Linked DNA regions of Drosophila melanogaster: region 1 is linked to region 2. Evidence: chromatin contacts called from public Hi-C data. All regions are on one chromosome and are shown on one strand. The core of a region is the stretch at or near the end of the contact, and the rest is flanking DNA. Distances in the headings are between cores, read along the strand shown.

What was found. Hi-C and Micro-C count contacts between places; a contact is called where the count stands out from the background.
Region 1: a contact with region 2 is called in a Hi-C map of the Kc167 cell line, with 2.8 times the contacts expected there. The contact joins the promoter of CG10962 here to the promoter of rdgA in region 2. A contact is called at or near these places in 1 of 1 datasets of contacts at CTCF or cohesin (the Kc167 cell line), 15 of 107 Hi-C or Micro-C datasets (the Kc167 cell line, the Ras3 cell line, the S2 cell line and 6 more) and 3 of 6 datasets of contacts at active chromatin or transcription factors (all in the Kc167 cell line).

What each region holds. Positions count from the first base shown.
Region 1 is chrX:8,972,642-8,975,713 of dm6, reverse strand. CG10962 reads left to right here and starts at 1,459. Exons shown (of 2, transcript NM_176714.3): 1 at 1,459-2,059; 2 at 2,334-2,806. The coding sequence starts at 1,487. The coding sequence ends at 2,510. All of the region lies in intron 3 of rdgA (retinal degeneration A), which reads right to left. It overlaps lncRNA:CR43836 (long non-coding RNA:CR43836), which reads left to right. Exons shown (of 4, transcript NR_073642.2): 4 at 2,334-2,806.
Region 2 is chrX:8,905,091-8,908,365 of dm6, reverse strand. It overlaps rdgA (retinal degeneration A), which reads right to left and starts at 1,298. Exons shown (of 18, transcript NM_001201635.1): 1 at 622-1,298; 2 at 45-301. The coding sequence starts at 651. It overlaps e(r) (enhancer of rudimentary), which reads left to right and starts at 2,118. Exons shown (of 2, transcript NM_167171.2): 1 at 2,118-2,257; 2 at 2,982-3,275. The coding sequence starts at 2,988.

The sequences.
Region 1 (3,072 bases), core at 210-2,709, 67 kb before region 2:
TTTTTCTAACCTTCTTTTGACAGCTCACATTTTAAACATGAAGCAATGCAATTGAAGATTTAGGAGGGCATCTTATAGATGAGCTTACATATTTAAACAATCATTTTGCTTAAATAAATTATGCCGTAAAATTTAAGGCACCAAAAAATCAGGTAGATAAAGGTGAAGACATTCGGCTAACGATTTGCACGCTTCGATTTAAATTGAGCCAAGTGAGGCACAAAAAATTGTAACAAATTGTATGGGTATGGCATGGAAAAATCCAAACAAATTGCTTGGCATCAATTTAATGGTGCATGCTGTATTGATGAGCCACTCAGATGGATGGTTAATCAGAATTGCCAGCGGAATGGACAATTTGTATGTCCTTAGACGATGGGTTTTTTTGTGCCATGTTTTATGGCATAGTTTTGTTTTTGCCAAAGCTCCTTTCTCTGTCATCATTTGCGTGAGTAATTGCATGATAAAGTGCTGGCAAAATGGCCACAGTTGTGATTTGATGGGCATTGGCACTTGCAACATGTTGCAACTGGATGCGGCAAATGGAGCCAAGCAAAGGGGATATCCCTTTTGTTGCCTTATTGTTGCCATTTAAGCATCTCTTGAATGTTACGAGCGGACATAAAAAACAAAAAAAAAAAAAAAAACAAAAGCCAGCGGTGCTGCACAAAAATATGTCAAGCGTGTGTGCGGGCGATAAACCCGTCACACACACACAGATACCCACTCACTAACACACACGTGCCGCTGCAGTATTGCACATGTGTGAGTGTGTGTGTGTGTTTGTGTGTGTGGGCCATAACTTGAGGCGCCATTTAACTGCATTGCGTGCTGGCCTCTTTAATGGTCGGCCTTAAATGCATGGGAAAATGAAACGAGGCTAAAAAAAAACTCCTGATGAAAACTGCAGGCACCTAAAAACAAGGAATCCCAAGGCAGTGCTTAAAATAGAAGCTATCAACAGACCATTACACAAGCCATTGAAATCTTCCCATAATCTCGATATAATATTATCATATACTTTTATATATATATATTTTAAATCAATGTTTTTAAGTTTTTGCAATATGAACAAGCACATTTCTTAAGGCCTTGAATGATTGGTTATCATATTGAATTCATTGGGGTTGATAGGCCGAAACAACATCTGTTGTCAGCAGTCCCACTGATCGGATGGTCTGTTTCAAGGAACGAAAGACACGTCATGCCAACAACGTTTACACGCTTTGAAAGTACACTCAGAAAAAGAACTCATCAGTAGTTCTTTGAATACTCTTAAAAGATAGATTTGTTGCTATACTATTAACTTACACTTCATACTGCATATTTAATACATTTAATACATAATCATCATGGGCATTTCTCTCAGTGCACAAAGAGAGAGAGAGAGAGAGCTATCACGACGCTGCGATAAGCTCCACCGAATGCATATAACCCGATCATCGGCTGTACTGCGGCCTCAGTTGAGCGCCGAAATTCGTGAGCGATGGATCGTTGGCAGAATCGCGTGGCCGTTATCAGTGGCGCCAGTTCCGGAATCGGAGCAGCCTGTGCCCGGCTTTTGGTGGCAGCCGGTCTACAGGTGGTTGGCCTGGCCCGACGCACCGATCGCCTCGAGCAGCTGCGCCAATCTTTGCCGGCGGAGCAGAGGATGCGCTTCCATCAGCACAAATGCGATGTATCGCAGGAGTTGCAGGTGGACACAGCGTTCGAGTGGATCGAAAAGGAACTGGGCGGCATCGATGTGCTGATCAATAATGCGGGCATTGTGCTGGGTGGCCAGCTAATCGATATGCCCACCAAGGACATCAACAACATACTACAGACGAATCTCATGGGCAGCATTTACTGCACCAAATTGGCCGCCAGCAGCATGAGACGCCGCCAGGTGGCTGGACATCTGATCTTTGTGAATAGCACGGCCGGAGTGGCCGGTTATAAGCCAGATCCGGCGGATGAGAGCCTAAATGCGTACACGCCCAGCAAATTTGCCCTGACTGCCGTCCAGGAGATCTGCCGACAGGAGCTAATCAATCAAGGATCAAAAATTAAGACCACGGTGAGCAAAAGAAATTTGTGGGCACATCAAATTGGTTAGCAATCAATAACAAAACGAAAACCATTTACCGGCTATGATCTCCGCAAAAAGTTGTAAAAATCCATAAATAATAAGTACCTGCTCAAACATAAACTAGCATTTCGATAAGCACAGCTGCTTTGGTACAGTATAACCTCGTTATAAACGCTTTCCCAAATCGAATTTAATTTAATAGAATTATTTTTTAATAACTCATTGAGTCAATAATATTTGCATAAATTTTCCAATCCTGCAGAGCATCAATCCCGGCTGGGTGGCCACCGAGATCGTTCCGGACGAAACGAAGGCCAAGCTGGGCGAGGTAATCCTCCAGGCGGACGACGTCGCTCAGGCTGTACTGTACGCCCTATCCACGCCACCGCACACTCAGGTGGAGCAGATAACGCTGAGGGCGGTGGGCGAATATTTCTGATAGCCCGACAACACAACGCAGCCCCCGAGATTAGGCAATCGACTTGCAGTGGAACAGTAAAAATCAAATAAAGGCGAACGACCCGATCCGACATGGCGCACATGACACACGGCGAGATACTCACATACCCCCCCACATTTGGTTTGCCACAAACTGTTGGCACTCACCTCGTTTCGTTTTATTTTTATTATTGTGTTCAGTTACTACGTAGTATATACATATATGTATCTATATATGGCATATGTGTTCAGCACCTTTCCTCAAGCCAAATAAATAATTCAGTTTTGTGAACTAACAATGCAACGCGAAGAAGCGATTGTATTGCACAGGAGTGGCACACATATTTGCCTAGGGCTGGTTAAAAATTTATATAGACCACCAGCAATTGGTCTTTATAATGACAACGATAGAGTCATCGAACGGAAGCTCTTAATAATGGGCGGCACTTGTAAACTTGCGACTATTAATAATGCAGTAATTTCCAGTAATTTTGCACACGCGTCATAAATGTTAGCTTAAAATATAATTTTGAATGCCATTTTTAGAGGCATATATTATTAAT
Region 2 (3,275 bases), core at 49-2,548:
TCGATTGATTGCCATCTCTGTCGCACTTGTTGGATGTGACTCACCTGCTGATTGGAATGAAGCTGCGCTGCTCCTCCTCTGCCGGCGTTGCCTCCTCATCGACGTTGGCAGAGGCAGCGACCTCTGACGTCACGGGGCGGTAAATCAAAGGCTTCACGTTGCGTTCGAAATCGTCGAGGAAAACGACATCGTGGACGGGAATAATGCGGTGATCGGTGACGTTGAAGTGGAGATCGCGAAAGGGGCCGTTGAAGAGGCAGCGCAACGGTGACGTCACCAGCACAGCATCTTCCGGAGGTAACTGTAAAAAATGTACAATATTTGTTGTATTTTAACGTATATCAAACATTTACTGATATAGTTTTATATTAAATCAAATACACCGCAACAAATCTCGTGCAAACATCAGATAAGATATTGATACGATACGATAATTAGTATAATATTTAAACAATGCGCAGTCAGGAGAAATATAGAATGGCTTATCAATTTTAAAATAAAACTAACGGAAACAGTAATATTGTACATATTTCAGTTTCAACTCAAAGCATAAGTTTCTCTGTAGCCAAGACACCATTTGGTAAGTTAAGAAAACTATTAAGTGGACGTTTTTTTTTTTACCTTGATTTTGCCATTGGTCGCCGAGAACATTGAGATTTCGAGATTTCAGCGATAAGAGATGAGCAACAACACAAATCAAATAGAATGCACAAGAAACACAGATACAACACCCACACATGAATGATCGTGCAACGGTGTGCGCAGAACAGTGAAGAGGAAGCAGAGAGACGAAGCAGAGGCGACAAATTGGACACGCGTGCGTCGCGTTGGTTGGATTTTGTGTTTTCTTATTTGACTATTGCCTTTTCGGTGCTACTTTAACGGGTTTCCCCGTTTCACAGCCTTTATCATCTTATTTTCGCAGGGCTTTTTTGCTTTTCAATTTACTGCCTGGGTTTCATTTAACTTCGCTGCTCTTCTACTTCATTCATTATTTGATTTGTTTACGTTGCTATTTCCCAATTTGTTTGCTTCTTTTCACTTCATTTTCTTTCAATTAGGACGCACACAAACACACAGGAAAAAACAAAAAAAAAAAAAGAGAGACACGAACGCCACTTGCACAATTGAAAATAACAACAAATTAATGGGAACGCGCGAAACACGGGCTGCTGCGGCTGCGCCTTCACTTTTCACTAAAACAAAAAGCACGTAAATAATGTTGAGACGAGATTTTGCTTTTTGTTGTTGATTTCTTTGCCGATCGCTCTGCCGCCGCTCGACTGCGCTGCCCGCGACACCGCGCTCTTCCAATTGGTCCAATTGAGATCAAACAGCTGGTGGGCACTCGGATCTTCGATTGCCGCTGTCTGGCAGCACTGGGAACAGTGAGAACAGTGGCCAGACTGCGGAGCTGGCGATGGGCGATAGTTTTGTTTCATTAAAAGTAACTTTTGACTTTATATTAAATACAATACTAAAAAATGTAAAAATATGCTTTTTAATATGCACTTTAAGTGAAAATGATTGTACATTAAGTTTACTTCATAAAGACTTTAATGACCATAATTTGTTGATGGGCGTTAATTTTATTCTAACTTAAATAAACGTAATACCTAATATTTATATGTAATAACAAAATAAAATGAACCTAAATAAATAATGCAATCCACTTTAATTTGACATTATAATTATAATTTTTTTATAAATATATAAAATAAAAATAATAAATAAATAATTTCCGTAGTTATTGTAATGTATTACTATGATGAGTATATGTTAAAAGCTTTAGTTAATTTTATTTAAAAAATCTGAAGACTAAATATGGAATGAATTACGCCAAATGAAATGAAAATATGCATTGAAAAACATGCTTTATACCTAAAGGCGTAATATACATAAAGTGTGCTTTTCAATAAAAAAGTGAATGAACATAATATGGAATCAAATACATATACAAATTGAAATGCAAGTATACATTGATACAATTAAGTATAAAAAATCACAATTGTCATTTAATTTGGTAAATATTATTAAACAATGTATATCAAATAAAAGATGTTAGTATTAATCGATATCTTTCGATTATTTTGTCACGGCGAGGCACGCAGCGAAGCGCTCATCTCTAGCTTCAGCCTCCTCTTCAAAACCCATAGAACTGGCAAAATAAAAAAAAACGAATCAAGCGCTGATTTTACCGAATCTCTTTACTGAATCAGCATATTATCATAGTCCATATAGTCCGGCGTTCGAACGGGTAAGTTGAACACTAAACGGGAGACATGGGAATTATTTAAAATTCGAGAAAAATCGGTGAAAAGGAAGAAAAACAAGTGATTGCATACAGTTAGTTACACACACGCGGCGGCCGTTACTCCTTGTACATGTGTGTGCGTGTCTGTTCGCGCTTCCGAATGTTTGTGTTTTAGTGAAGCGGCATAAGCGTGCATTATCTTGTACAAATGTACGCATTTCTCCATTGCCAACATTCGCTTCACACACAAATTACTCGTTTTCCATGCTGGAAGTGCCATCTTAGTCTATTTCCCAGTTGCAAATTGGAAAATCAAAGAGCGTTCTGCTGGCCAGCATGTGTGGTGCGCGTGTATTGGTGTTGCGGCGAGAGCGCGAGCGAGATGGGGCGATGCGTTGCATGCGGCAACAGCATATCTCTTCCATCTCTTTCGTTTTTGTTCTTTTCCTTTTTTTTTTGTCTTTTTTTTTTTTGCTGACAGCTCTCTATGCTTCTAATAAATATTTATGCACAATTTTTGCAGAGCTGGCGAAGTAAACTTCAACTTCGAGAGTCTCGGAATCTTTCGGACTTTGCTATAGAAAAAACGCTTGTTAAAAAAAAGGATGTAAGTGATGAAGATGAAACGTAATGTAATGAAACGCACACTAGTAACATACATACATACATATCGCTTGAGTACATAGATCACCGCCAATAACATTAATGTTCCATTTTTGCCTTGCAGATCACCATGTCGCACACCATCCTATTGGTACAGCCGGGTGCTCGTCCGGAGACCCGCACTTACTGTGACTACGAGAGCGTCAACGAGTGCATGGAGGGCGTGTGCAAGATCTACGAGGAGCACCTGAAGCGCCGCAATCCAAACACTCCGACCATTACGTATGACATTAGCCAGCTATTCGATTTCATCGACACAATGGTGGACATTAGCTGCATGGTTTACCAGAAGAGCACCAATACCTATGCGCCCTACAATAAGGATTGGATCAAGGAGAAGATCTATGTGCTGCTCCGT